2 separate regions of the Mus musculus genome follow, and region 1 is linked to region 2. A link is a contact called in public HiChIP or PLAC-seq data. All regions are on one chromosome and are shown on one strand. Each heading gives the region's core, a stretch centred on a gene start, on an enhancer-like site or on the middle of the called end of the contact. The rest is flanking DNA. Distances are from core to core; before and after follow the strand shown.

Evidence for each region. HiChIP or PLAC-seq counts read pairs in DNA pulled down with a chosen protein or histone mark.
Region 1: a contact with region 2 is called in an H3K4me3 HiChIP or PLAC-seq map of bone marrow-derived macrophages, with 6 times the contacts expected there. The contact joins the promoter of Mfsd10 here to the enhancer-like site in region 2. A contact is called at or near these places in 12 of 39 promoter capture datasets (the C10 cell line, the HPC-7 cell line, the SN4741 cell line and 7 more), 3 of 15 datasets of contacts at CTCF or cohesin (the NIH/3T3 cell line, large pre-B cells and pro-B cells), 6 of 484 Hi-C or Micro-C datasets (Th1 cells, bone marrow-derived dendritic cells, bone marrow-derived macrophages and 2 more), 12 of 115 datasets of contacts at active chromatin or transcription factors (the HPC-7 cell line, acute myeloid leukemia, bone marrow-derived macrophages and 4 more) and 4 of 9 other capture datasets (adipose tissue, liver, macrophages and 1 more).

The regions. Positions count from the first base shown.
Region 1 is chr5:34,633,124-34,638,852 of GRCm38.p6, forward strand. It overlaps Mfsd10 (major facilitator superfamily domain containing 10), which reads right to left and starts at 4,089. Exons shown (of 13, transcript NM_026660.3): 1 at 3,804-4,089; 2 at 3,471-3,660; 3 at 3,287-3,383; 4 at 2,898-3,001; 5 at 2,486-2,644; 6 at 2,247-2,408; 7 at 1,928-2,036; 8 at 1,728-1,839; 9 at 1,468-1,576; 10 at 1,300-1,390; 11 at 1,170-1,217; 12 at 1,008-1,097; 13 at 523-891. The coding sequence starts at 3,644. The coding sequence ends at 776. It overlaps Nop14 (NOP14 nucleolar protein), which reads right to left. Exons shown (of 18, transcript NM_029278.2): 18 at 5,413-5,528. The coding sequence ends at 5,429.
Region 2 is chr5:34,486,084-34,491,669 of GRCm38.p6, forward strand. It overlaps Fam193a (family with sequence homology 193, member A), which reads left to right. Exons shown (of 21, transcript NM_001243123.1): 21 at 1-375. Among named protein-coding and RNA genes, the nearest start is that of Tnip2, 25 kb to the right of the region's middle. Within about 2 kb of position 1,463, at least 40 of the 459 cell types and tissues checked have an H3K27ac peak or open chromatin away from gene starts, as enhancers often do. A contact at or near this core is called in adipose tissue, bone marrow-derived dendritic cells, bone marrow-derived macrophages and 1 more, where this site is marked.

The sequences.
Region 1 (5,729 bases), core at 2,839-5,338, 150 kb after region 2:
AGCTATGAACTTGGGATCCCTTGTACCTTATACTTACAGCAGCCTTTTCTGCCACATACACAACTTTATCATGAAGTTGGGGTGTGGCGGTGCTCTGTCACTGATGGGGAGGAGCTTGGTAGGCCTCACCCCTCTTCCCATTAGAAGTTAAGGTTGGGCTAGAGAGTAAGAGCACTGACTGCTCTTTCATAGGTTCTGAGTTCAATTCCCAGCAACCACATAGTGAATCACAACCATCTGGAATGGGATCCAATGCCCTCTTCTGGTGTGTCTGAGGAGAGTGACAGTGTATTCATATTAAAAAAAAAGGTTAAGGTTGCTGTGGGAGGGGAGTCATTCACTGCAGTGATGTGGCCCACACTCCAGTAAATAGCCCCACCCTATACCCACACTAACTAAATTCCAGTGGGCCACCAAAACAGAGGGGAGGGGGTTGTTAGAAAGTGGTTCTTCAATGGGGTAGTTATATTACCATATAACACTTAGTACACAACTGTCAAAGAATAGTAAGACGGAAAGGCACTTGGTACAAAATAGCTGCTTTATTTGGTCATTCAGAAGAATAAGATATAAAAAAAATTCTGGAAGCCTAAAAGGTTTTGGAGTAAGAAAAGGGTGTAGCTGCCCAGGCTTCCTGCTGGGTTGCCATCCAGAGAGAGGAGGGGCGTGGCGAGCCTCCCTGGGCCCGGTGGGAGGAGTGTGCTAGGAGCTGAGTGGTCTGGGCCCAGGTTCCCACCTGGCAGCCAGACAGCTGGGGTTGGGTGTGGCAGCTCAGCTACTCCTCCTTGGAAGTCTCTGCTGGATGCTTCAGCTTCCACAGGAGTAGGAAGGGGAGCAGAAAGAGGGCCGAGCACACAGTGAAGCAGACCTGGGCCCCAGTCAGCCAGTACACTGTGGAGAGACAGGTGCCCACCCAGGCTTCACAGTCCCGTTCCTGCACCCCCCCACCCCCCCAGGCACAGAGCAGGCAGCTGGGGAAGGCTGCAGGAGGAAGTGCTAGCACTTACCTGAGGCAGCCACCACCGGCCCCAACGCCCTGCCTAGGGCGCCTAGGCTCCGCAGTATGCCCATGATTGTGCCTTTTTGCCCTGGAGAACCTGAAGGGAGAGGACTTGTCAGATGTCTGTCAGCTCTCCTACCCTGCATAGCCTTTTGGGGAGGACTCTCACCATAACTGGAGACCATGGTGGACAGACCAGGCACCACAACAGCAGCAGCTGGTGAGAGAGTATGGGAGGCACTTGTTAGCCTAGGAGAGGCACGAGGATGTCTACCCCAGCTCTGGCAGAGCCCACTCACCAAAGGAGTAGAGCATCAGTCCCAAGCCCAACGTAGGCAGCGAGTGTGCCCAGCCAATTAAGAGGAAGGCTGGTACTAGCAGCAGCATTGCCTAGGGAAGACAGAAGTCTCAGGACTGGGTTTCCAGCCTGCCTGGAGTGCTCACTGTAGAGGAAGTAAGTCCCTTACCCTCGTCACAGCTGCAGCTTCCTTGCCAGGGCTGATCCGCCGGGCGTAGGTGCCCTGTATGGTGGCCATGGTGAGGCCGATGAAGAAAAACATCTTGCCCTGCTGCAGGCTAGGAGGTGGAGGGTGAGCGCCCAGCCCCCTAGGCCACCAACTGCCTGGGGGATGGGCAAGGCCACCAGCCAGAGTGCTGGGAGGGGTACCACAAAGGCTTCCTGGACCTGGGGTCTGAGAACCTCGAAGCCACTAATATGGAGACCTACCTGCTGAACTGGAAGCGCTGATGTGCCAGGAAGCTGAGTGTGTACTCCAGGCCTGAGAACAGGAAGAGGTAGAGGAAGTAGACAAGACCCAAACGGCGTAAGTTTCTGAGTCCTGCAAGTCAACACAGACCACAGGTTGATCGTTGTTCATGCTGGTTGGTCAAGACTCTGAGAGCTCAGTCCGGGGTAAGCCTCCTTACTGTGCTCAGCAGGCGGGTCCTGACTGTGAGTGACAGCCGCAAAGCGAAGCAGGGCCAGGGGGCTGAGCAGGTGGGCAGCAGTGTGGAAGCCCAGGGTGACAGAAGATGCCTGTGGGAGAAAGCGAGGGCTGGCCAGGAGGCTGGGAGCACACAGCCTGGCAGCTTAGGGACCAGGACCTGTCAGATCCCAGAAACCCAAGAGGTGTTGTGATGTTAGCAGCTTGAGGGCAGGCCAGTCTCCCCTGCCAATGGTACAGATAAGAAAGGAAACCCCTTCCAACCCTCAGGAGCCCTCACCCCTCCGGGGACCCGGGCCTACCCGCTTTTCCTGGGGCAGTGTCTCTGGCAAGAAACAGAAGATGAACAACATGTCGGAGATGGCAAAAAGTAGGCTGATCCAGGGCACCATTTCCACAGACAGGAATGCTCCCAGCATGGGACCCAGAGTAAAGGCCAAGGAGAAGGCTACCCCGATGACTGCCTAGGGAAAAGACCTGAGCTAGGCATGGAGTCTGAAGCCCAGACATCAATCCCCGTTCCCTAGGTCTGTTCACTCACCATGCCTTGGCTGCGGGTTGGAGGTGAGCCCAGGTCAGCGACAATGGCTGTGGAGAGGTTAACGTTCCCCTTGCTGATGCCTCCGATCACCCTGGAGGCCAAGAAGGCCTTAAAGCTCCGAGAGGTAGCCCACACTGCATAGGAGATGGCCAAACCTGTCTGCCAATGGGTGGAGGCCAAGTGGCAGGATCGGTCACTTCAGGCCAGGAAGCACCCAGAGCAAGGCAGGCAAGCATATAACCCTCAGACCCGGGCCACTTGTGTCCCTGTACTTTCCTTAGGTGTATTTAGCTTGGTGTAACACCAGGGGCCAGAAGATCCCTCTAGAAGGGATGGGAGCCCACTGTTGGCAGGGGAGCCCCACAGCTGCATTCTCCCCTCTGCCTGTTGACAGCTGGCTCCAGAGGCTTACCAGGGACAACATCATCACTGGGCGCCTCCCCAGGTAATCAGAGGCAGCTCCTGTGAGTGGTGCGGAGAAGAACTGCAGGAGGGAGAAGGCCGAGCCGATGAGACCTGAGAGACAGAGGATCAGTCCTAGAGTGTTGACCACACTTAGCCCTATATTCACAGGCCATCGACTGAAGCTCGGGTGGCCTCAGTTTAAAAAAAAAAGCCAACCAAAAACAAAAAGACAAAACAAAACAACCCCCTCCCCCAAACAACAACAACAACAAAACCAACCCACACCTTTCAGTTAAAGGAGGCAGGAACCCAGGGAGGATGATTGACCAAGAGCCTAGGCAGAACTAGCTCTCCAAAAAAAGGTTGTGGGCCCCAGCATGGCACACAGCGACATACCTCCGAACAGGACACTGTTGTACCTCTTTTCCGCTGGCATCCCGATGGCTGAAGCAAACCAGTCTACCCCACGCTGCCAGGAGCCATAGAGGGGGTCCTGGGTAAAGAGGAAAGTAACTCCAGCTGGATAAATCTGTGATAGGCTAGGCATGGGGAGAGCTCCCGCCTTGGGGGAGGGGCTTACTTGTTCGCGGCCGTGTCTCTCCAGCAGCCCAGGCAGCAGAGGCAGCAACAGCGTGAACGCCAGGAGGTCGAGTAGCAGGCCGAGGAAGAGCACGATGATCACGCGACGCTCGGACGCGGGCCGAGGCCGTATAGGCGGACGAGGCGTACAGCCCGCATCCCCTGCCCAGCCCATGGTGGAAGCTCCGACCCTGCTGGGGGAAGGAGGGTGTGGTGATGACGGCCCCGTTTACCTGACAATTGAAAGCTGAATTTGCAGGTTCTTGCCAGACAAAACGGAAGTGGTTCCAATGCGGTCCTGGCACACCCTTCAAGGCCCGACTCCCTTACCAACCTAGGGCAGCAGTAAGCTCAGGGCCGCAGTGGTCAGGGCGCCCCCTGTTGTGAAGCGGGTAACGGGGAGAAGACGGGAATCCCTGGTTGGGGAGTCGTAGGCGCCCTGAGCTCCTGTTCGTGTACCACTTCGGCCTCCTCACACGATATCGAAACCTTTGCTTCCCACCTACCCAGCTGGGACCTGTGCACACGTGCCGCAGCTCCAGGCGGGGACAAACGGGTGGATGAACAGGGAACCTCCCTGGATAGCAGCCACACCCCGGAGGCTTCGGAACAGGCACCTCCTCTTCCGGGAGGCCGTGCTGTGGCGGGAACTGGGTTTGGAGTCTCCCAGCAGCCAAGTATAGAGAAGGCTTGCAGGCTTCCAGATGCATTAGAAGCAAGCGGTGAAGTTCTGAAGAGCTAAGTGTATGTAAGAGACAGCTTGTCTGTGCAGTTCAGTCTCCTTGGTACCTATATATCTTTCTTTTGAATCAGGGTCTCATGTAGCCACGGTTGACCTTGAATTCCTGACCCTCCTACTTTAGCTTACTCTAAACCATGCTGGAGTTGGGGATGGTGATGCCCACCTCTAGTACCAGCACTCGGTGGAGACAGAAAGAACAGGATTCAGGATTTAGTCATCCTCAATCAACTCTGAAGTATGAGAACAGCTGGAGCAAAGACTCATCTTTTAGATAGATGAACCACTAAAGTCCTATCCCTTCAGTGCTGTTAACCTGTTGGAGCCATACAGTCCACACTGACTCTTTCCCAGAGGACAACACCGGATGCACTCGAGTGATAGGCTCTTCTAGCTGGATTGTGTTCCCCTTCTGACGACACAGGACAGTATCTGGAGGCTCTATAAACTTTTCCTTGGCATGTTCCTCCTCATAGATTGCTCAATCTATGCCCAGTATCAGATTTGGCCACCCTGCTTCTTGCTGCAGTTGGCTACACAGAGCCATTGTACGGCAGAGCCCTGTGGCTAATTCAGGCGTGGAGGAAGCTGGGGCTGGATGGTAGCCTAGCTGGTGCGTGTGTCAGGCCCAGGCCCCTCGTGGGTCATGCAGCCTCTGTCCCAGAAGAATCACAGGGAGAGGTGACAAGGTGAGTACTGTTGGTAGATGTAGCCCCTGTAAGCCAAGCTGCTGAGCCCAATCTCCCTTCAGGGTTGTTCTTGACCAGCACTTTCTGAGCTGCAGGATGCCCACAGCCATTCATTCTGTGCTCCAACAGTGGCTTCACCACATCCAAAACGCAACTCCTACTCAGCACCACCAACCCTCGCACAAGATCTCACACCTCAGAGCCATAGCAGGTGACAAGGGCCAGGCTGGACGTAAGGATTCAGTCCTGTTCTGTCATGTGTGATAGGTGATCTGATAAGTGTGTGGGAAGGCGACTTCACTGTAAAACGTATATAATGTACTTACCCACACTATGACAGCTTGTCAGTTTTATGGACAACTGCCTAAATGTCATTCTGTGTGTGGCTATCATCTAACAGTGCAGAGCTCTCACAGACATCCCCAACCTGTGTCTGAGCATGGCAGGGAGATGGGACCCCACACTCCACAATGAACCCCCAGAACCCTTCATTACAACACACCACACAGCCTTGCTACATTACAAGACAATTTATTTTTTGAACTTTTTCCTCTTAAGAGCCTTCCATTCACCTTCTTGCGTGGCCAGGCTATTAAAAAGCTGTTTTACTTTACGCTTTCTTTCTGCATCCCTAAAGAGAAAGAGAAAAAAGCAAGTGTTAATCTTGCATCAGTTCTCAGGTATTTTGCTTTCTTCAGTTTGAACACTAACAGTTCAGAACCACACATGCATGGCTCTACCCTCAGTCCTGCAAAGGCTGCCAAGTATATCGCTCACCATACTCCCCAGTGCTGAGAAAAACCAGCGGCCTATGAGTGTGGTGTCACACCAC
Region 2 (5,586 bases), core at 213-2,712:
TCGACCTGTCCTGTCATCTGTCCCCGCCAGGGTGTCAGTCATCCCTCAGCTCCCATGTGCCCTGTGTCCCACCCAAGGCGGGCTGGGCGGGCAGGCCTCCTTTGTCCTCTTTCACAATCTACTGTTTCTGAGTGTACACGTTGCGCTGTTTGTGTTTGACCCCCTGACTTGTAGCCAGCTTGTGTAAGACCCCTTGCAGAATGAGAACGTTAAAAACAAGAAACCCACCCAGTACTCACACCATCAAGTCTGTTCTAGAGCGTACAACCGTATTAACACGGAGGCCTGCCTGGCTACTTTTTTAACATATTGTTAAGTAATATTAAAATCATGTCTTTCTTTTTGAAAGATGGAATACATTAGTACAGCAGGAGACCCAGTCTGGTTGCTTTCTGCTGGGGATGATGGGTGTGGTGGGAGGTATCAAATGGGTGATATTTGTTCCCAGGGAGCCACGGCCACCAACCCCAAAGGTGTTCCTAGGTCTCCAGGTTCCTGGTTCCCTCAGTTGTCTTCTGAACACCAGGCTGGTACAGGTAATGAGCAAGACACAACAGCCAAACAAATGATTAGGGTTCATGTGTTCATGCCAAGAATTACCAGGAAGTTGCATGATGAGGTTGTGGGTTATACCCAGGTCCCTAGGACATGGAATAGAGACTAAGGCTTTGTAACACAGAGCAGAGGGTTATTTACAACCTTGTATGCAGGTACCTATCCACATCTGGGGGAGCAGGGGGGTTGTGATCTGTAGTAGAATACTTAATTGGGTTTAAATTAGGAACAAAGTAAATGGTATTGAAAAGTGAAAGAGTAGTGGCTTGGTTAGTACCATCTTTGCCCCTTTAGGAGCTAACAAAAAGCTTACACAGTTACCTGTGGGTTCGTGTAATTTCAGCTACATGGCTCATATTTTCAACACTGAGGCATCCAATACCTAGAAGATGACTAAGTTCTGAGTTGGAAGATCATCAGGCCAAGGCTGACAATGACAAGCTAGTAGAGCCATTGTGGAAGGCAGGGGACAGTTGGTCCTAGCCTTCTGAAGACTTTTCACCAGAGAATGGAAGTGTGAATCAGTACCCAGAGGAGGTACAGAACAGGTTGCCTTCTTTTCTTTTCCAGGTGACAAAGCAGCCCATCCCTGTGTTCCTGGGACAGTGGAACAAAGAAAAGCAGGCCGGGATGTGACCTTGCATAAACAGTGTTCTTGAAAGGGCAGAGATTCTAGTTCTATTCCCAGGGATACTGATGTTATTTCCTGGTTGCAGAAATGGCTAGAGAGGCCCAGCATTGGGCTTGCCTCCCACACACTGCCTTTCTGGGCCTCTACTTCTGGAGCCAAGCCACCTGCCAAGAGGAACCGAGAATCTCCAGCTGTAGCATCAGCAGGAACTGTTAACACTATAATGGCAAAGGGAAAGCCTGGGTGCCCCAACAGCAATACCATATTGGGGCCCAGAGCCACTGAGAACTCAGCCCCCAGCTCTTGAGTACTTAGGGTGTGTTCAGGCCAGTTCGTCGTCATATGGTGTTCACTGCCAGGAATGAGCTTTCTGTTCCCCTAGAAACCTCAAGTTGCTTTGGCTCTGTCATCAAGGGTGCATAACTTGCCGGTTTGAGGAACAACAACAACAACCTCAAAAAAAAACAAACAAAAAAAAAACCACAGAAGCCAGTGAAGCCTCTGGTCCCAGTTGATGGAGAGGGGAGAGTAGGTGGTGAGGGAGTTCTGAGAGCAGCCCTTTCCACGTCTGTAGAGGCTGCCAGGATATTTGCAGTTTAGCAGTGTTCATTCTGCTTCTAGGTGGGGAACCAAAGCCCAAAGTGATCATTGGCGGAGGGAGACTGAAGACTTCCTGCCAGAGCCTGTGGGCAGGCTCCAGGGAAGCTTCATGTTTGACTATTTCCATTACTCAATATGAGCCTGAAAGGAAGTAAGGGAACAGCTGGAAAGAAGCATTAACTGGAAATTTTTTTCACTGAACTTTATATACTGTCTTAGTTACTTTTCTAGTATTTGATAAGACACCATGACCAAGGCAAACTTATAGAAAAACTTGTTTAATTTGGGGCTCACAGTTTCAGAGGGTTAGAGTCTATGACTATCATGGCGGGGAGCATAGTAGTGATAGATAGGAGATGGCACTAGAGTTGAAAAGACACTAGGAATGGTGCTAGTCTTTTAAAACCTCAAAGCCCACCCCACCCCCCACCTCACCCCACCCTGTGATACCTATCCAAAAGGCCGTGCCTCCTAACCCTCCAGGGAGAGTTCCACCAGCTGGGGACCAAGTAAGTATTTAAACATGAACCTACTGGGGAGTTATTCCTCAAACCACTGAAGAGTCAAGCACCAAAACAAAGTGACCAGCAGGGATCACTTCTGATACCACTAAATCCATCCTCCTTTTTGTAACTAATGAGCAGGTGTGAGCAAGGCTTATATTTGGATAGCAAGTATCATCTGTACGTCATGGCTTGAGGTGCTGCACTCTGAATGCATCTCTGACTAGCAGGATTACTGTTGACTTGAGGTCTTTTAGTTTAAATAGAGTTTCCTGCTCTCTAAGGGATTCTCTGGCAAGCACATAACGGACCCCAAATCCACATAGCAACAAGTCCTCTGGTTCCTTCACAAAACAACAGCAAATTTTGTTTTCTAAAAGGTTTTATTTTGTTTTGTTTTGTTTTTTTCCAACGGGGGGGGGGGGGGACATTTACGTTAGTAGCAACAGCGACTCTATCAGCCTACAAGGGTTTTTATTGTTCTTTTGCTTGTTTTAAGATTGAATACATTCCTGTCCCCTGGGTTGAATAGCTCTTGGGTTGGCACCATGTTTTGACAACATGCCTGGAAGAATATTTGTGACAATGAGAAGCAGAAGTAGTCATGCATAAAATTTGTCTGTCTTAAACATGAAGCTTTGTAAGTTGTCCCCAGATGTTAACTGAAAATGCCTTAGTGTCAGTGCAGTCCCAGACTAGCATTATTCTGGATCCACCTCCATGATAAAAGTGGTATTAGTTCAGAGATGAATGAGAATTTTGGCCACTTGACTATGCATGCTCATATATACGCTGAACAGGGCCTCAAGAGGGGGCCAGCTTGCAGAGAATCCTGCCAAACAGTGTTTTCATATTGGCAGCACATGTTAGAAGACTAGGAAACCTGGTGAGCTCTTGGAGGGTATAGTTTCTGCATGAAGACAGTTTCCAGATCTTAGTACTGTACAAAGCCAACTTGGAATCCATGGCTGGGGGTGTGGGGAGAGCTACTGTGGCTGAGGTTCTAGAGACGAGACAAGCTAAGAGCCACCAAAGCCTTCGGCTGTCATGTTTCATGAGTCCAGGCACTGGGTCACCAGAAAACAGCAAGGCTTTCTCAGCATTTCTTGTAGGCTGAGTAGGAAGACACTACAATGAGATGTCTCATGTGTAATGGTGTATGGAAGACTGATGACAAGGACGCAGTAAACAAGTTCCCAGTCAAGCCACTAGGAGCAAGTCAGTGCAGTCAGGCAGGGGAGTTGTTGGCTTGTCAGGATTGTTTGTCCGGTGCCCATGTTTGGGTGCACAGCAAATCATCCCTTCACTTTGGCTACTTGACTAGTAAACACAGGTTGCTTTCTGGCACTGGCCATTGTTGTTTTGGTTTTGGTTTTTCAAGACAGAATTTCTCTATGTAGCCCTGGCTGTCCCGGAACTAGCTCTGTAAACCAGGCTGGCCTCCACCTTTCAGAGTTCTGCTGCCTCTGTTAGATTTAAAAGTATGCTTTGCTTTTAGAGACTAGTCAAGGCACCATGGCTATTACTGATGAAAATTTCAAGTGTGACCTGGTTGTTAAAGTATAAGAATTTTGCTTTTGTTTTTGCCTTTTGCCTCTACACTCGGGGTATCAATAAGTCCGCAAAAGAGCACCAGCCAACAGAAGGATAATACTGGCAGAATAAGTCTTGAAACCAAAAACACTTTAGAAGGATCAAACTAACCTTACTTCTTCCCCAAACACTTCTTTTCTTAATTAAAATTCAGTATTGGCACCTAGACAGATTTTCTAAGTCTATACTAAAAGCAAGAAACACGAAACTTTAGGAGAAATTTCAATCTAAAAAAATCCAAGAAGGGTTTACAGGCAAGAAGCTTAAGATGTCAGGCAAAGTGTCACACACCTTTAATCCCAGCGCTCTGGAGACAGAAACAGGTGGGTTTCTGTGAGTTCAAGACCAGTCTACATAGTAAATTCCAAGATAGCCAGGGCTTCATACAAAGAAGTGGGTCAAAGTGGATGGAAGAGTGAGGTATAAAATCTAAATGCATACATAATGACCAAAGGCATACAATCAAAGCATTGTGAAAAAAGAAAAGGATTAAAAATTAAATGTCAAATAATACTTCAAAAGAAAAACATATGAGACTGAAAACCTATATAGAACTGTCCACAAAAGAAATCAGTGAATTTATGGCATGTGGGCCAATGGTAGTGCACACCTTAAAACCCAGCACTCAAGAGGTAGATTCCAGGGCTATTAAAAAAAAAAAAAAAAGCCAAACCTGTCTCGAGGGGGGGAAAAAAGGATGCATGAGAGAAAATTGTAGTCAAAAAGGTTCACATATGTATGCATACATGTGCACTGGGAATAGAAGCCAAGACTTCATGCATACAAGCTAAGAACTAAATCAGAGCAACATCACCCAAAGATAATCCAAAGTTGATGGAAGTGGCTCAGTTCCACAGAACAGGTTTTCATTGGTTTTCTTTTTATATTATTTATTCATTCATTTATTTTTCAGACATTGTCTCCCTATGTAGTCCTTCCTGTCCTGGAACTTACTTTCTAGACCAGACTAGTCTTGAACTTGGATCCAGCTGCCTTTGCCTCCCAAGTGGGATTAAAAGTGTGTGCCACCACCACCTGGCATGTTGAGCTTTTTTAGTTCTTCATGTATTCTACACACTAATCCTGTTAGATGAATAACTGGCAAGGATTTTTTTCCAACTATGTAGGCCATCTACTTACTCACTTCAATTTCTTTGGTTTTCGCTCTATTTCCTGTGTGATCAGCCTTATTCTGAAAGTCCTTTCACATGTGCCCGTTAGTTGAAATATGTACTCTACTTTTTCCTCTAGAACTTTCAGGGTATCAGGTCTTATATTGAGGTTTTTGATCCACTTTGAATTGAGTTTTGTGCATTGTGAGAGAGAAGGATCTAATTTCAGTTTTCAGTTTTCCCGGCACCATTTTAAAGATGTTTTCTTTTCGCCAATGAATATTTCTGCTATCTTTGTAAAAGTTCAGGTTTACTGTAGTTGCATGGACTTATCTCTTGGTCCTCAATTCTGTCCCATTGATCTCTGTGTATGTGTCAGTATTGTGTTGTTTTTATTAATGTTGCTCTAGTATAATTGGCAGCCATGTGTGATGTTACCTTCTGCAGTGTTGTTTTTACTCAGGACTGTTTTGACTATCTGATTGATTGTGCCTCCTTGTATATTTCTGGACCTTTAAATAGGGTGGCCATTTTTCACAGTATTCTTCTGATCCTGAGTATGGGGGTCTTTTTCTACCTTTTAGTGTATTCC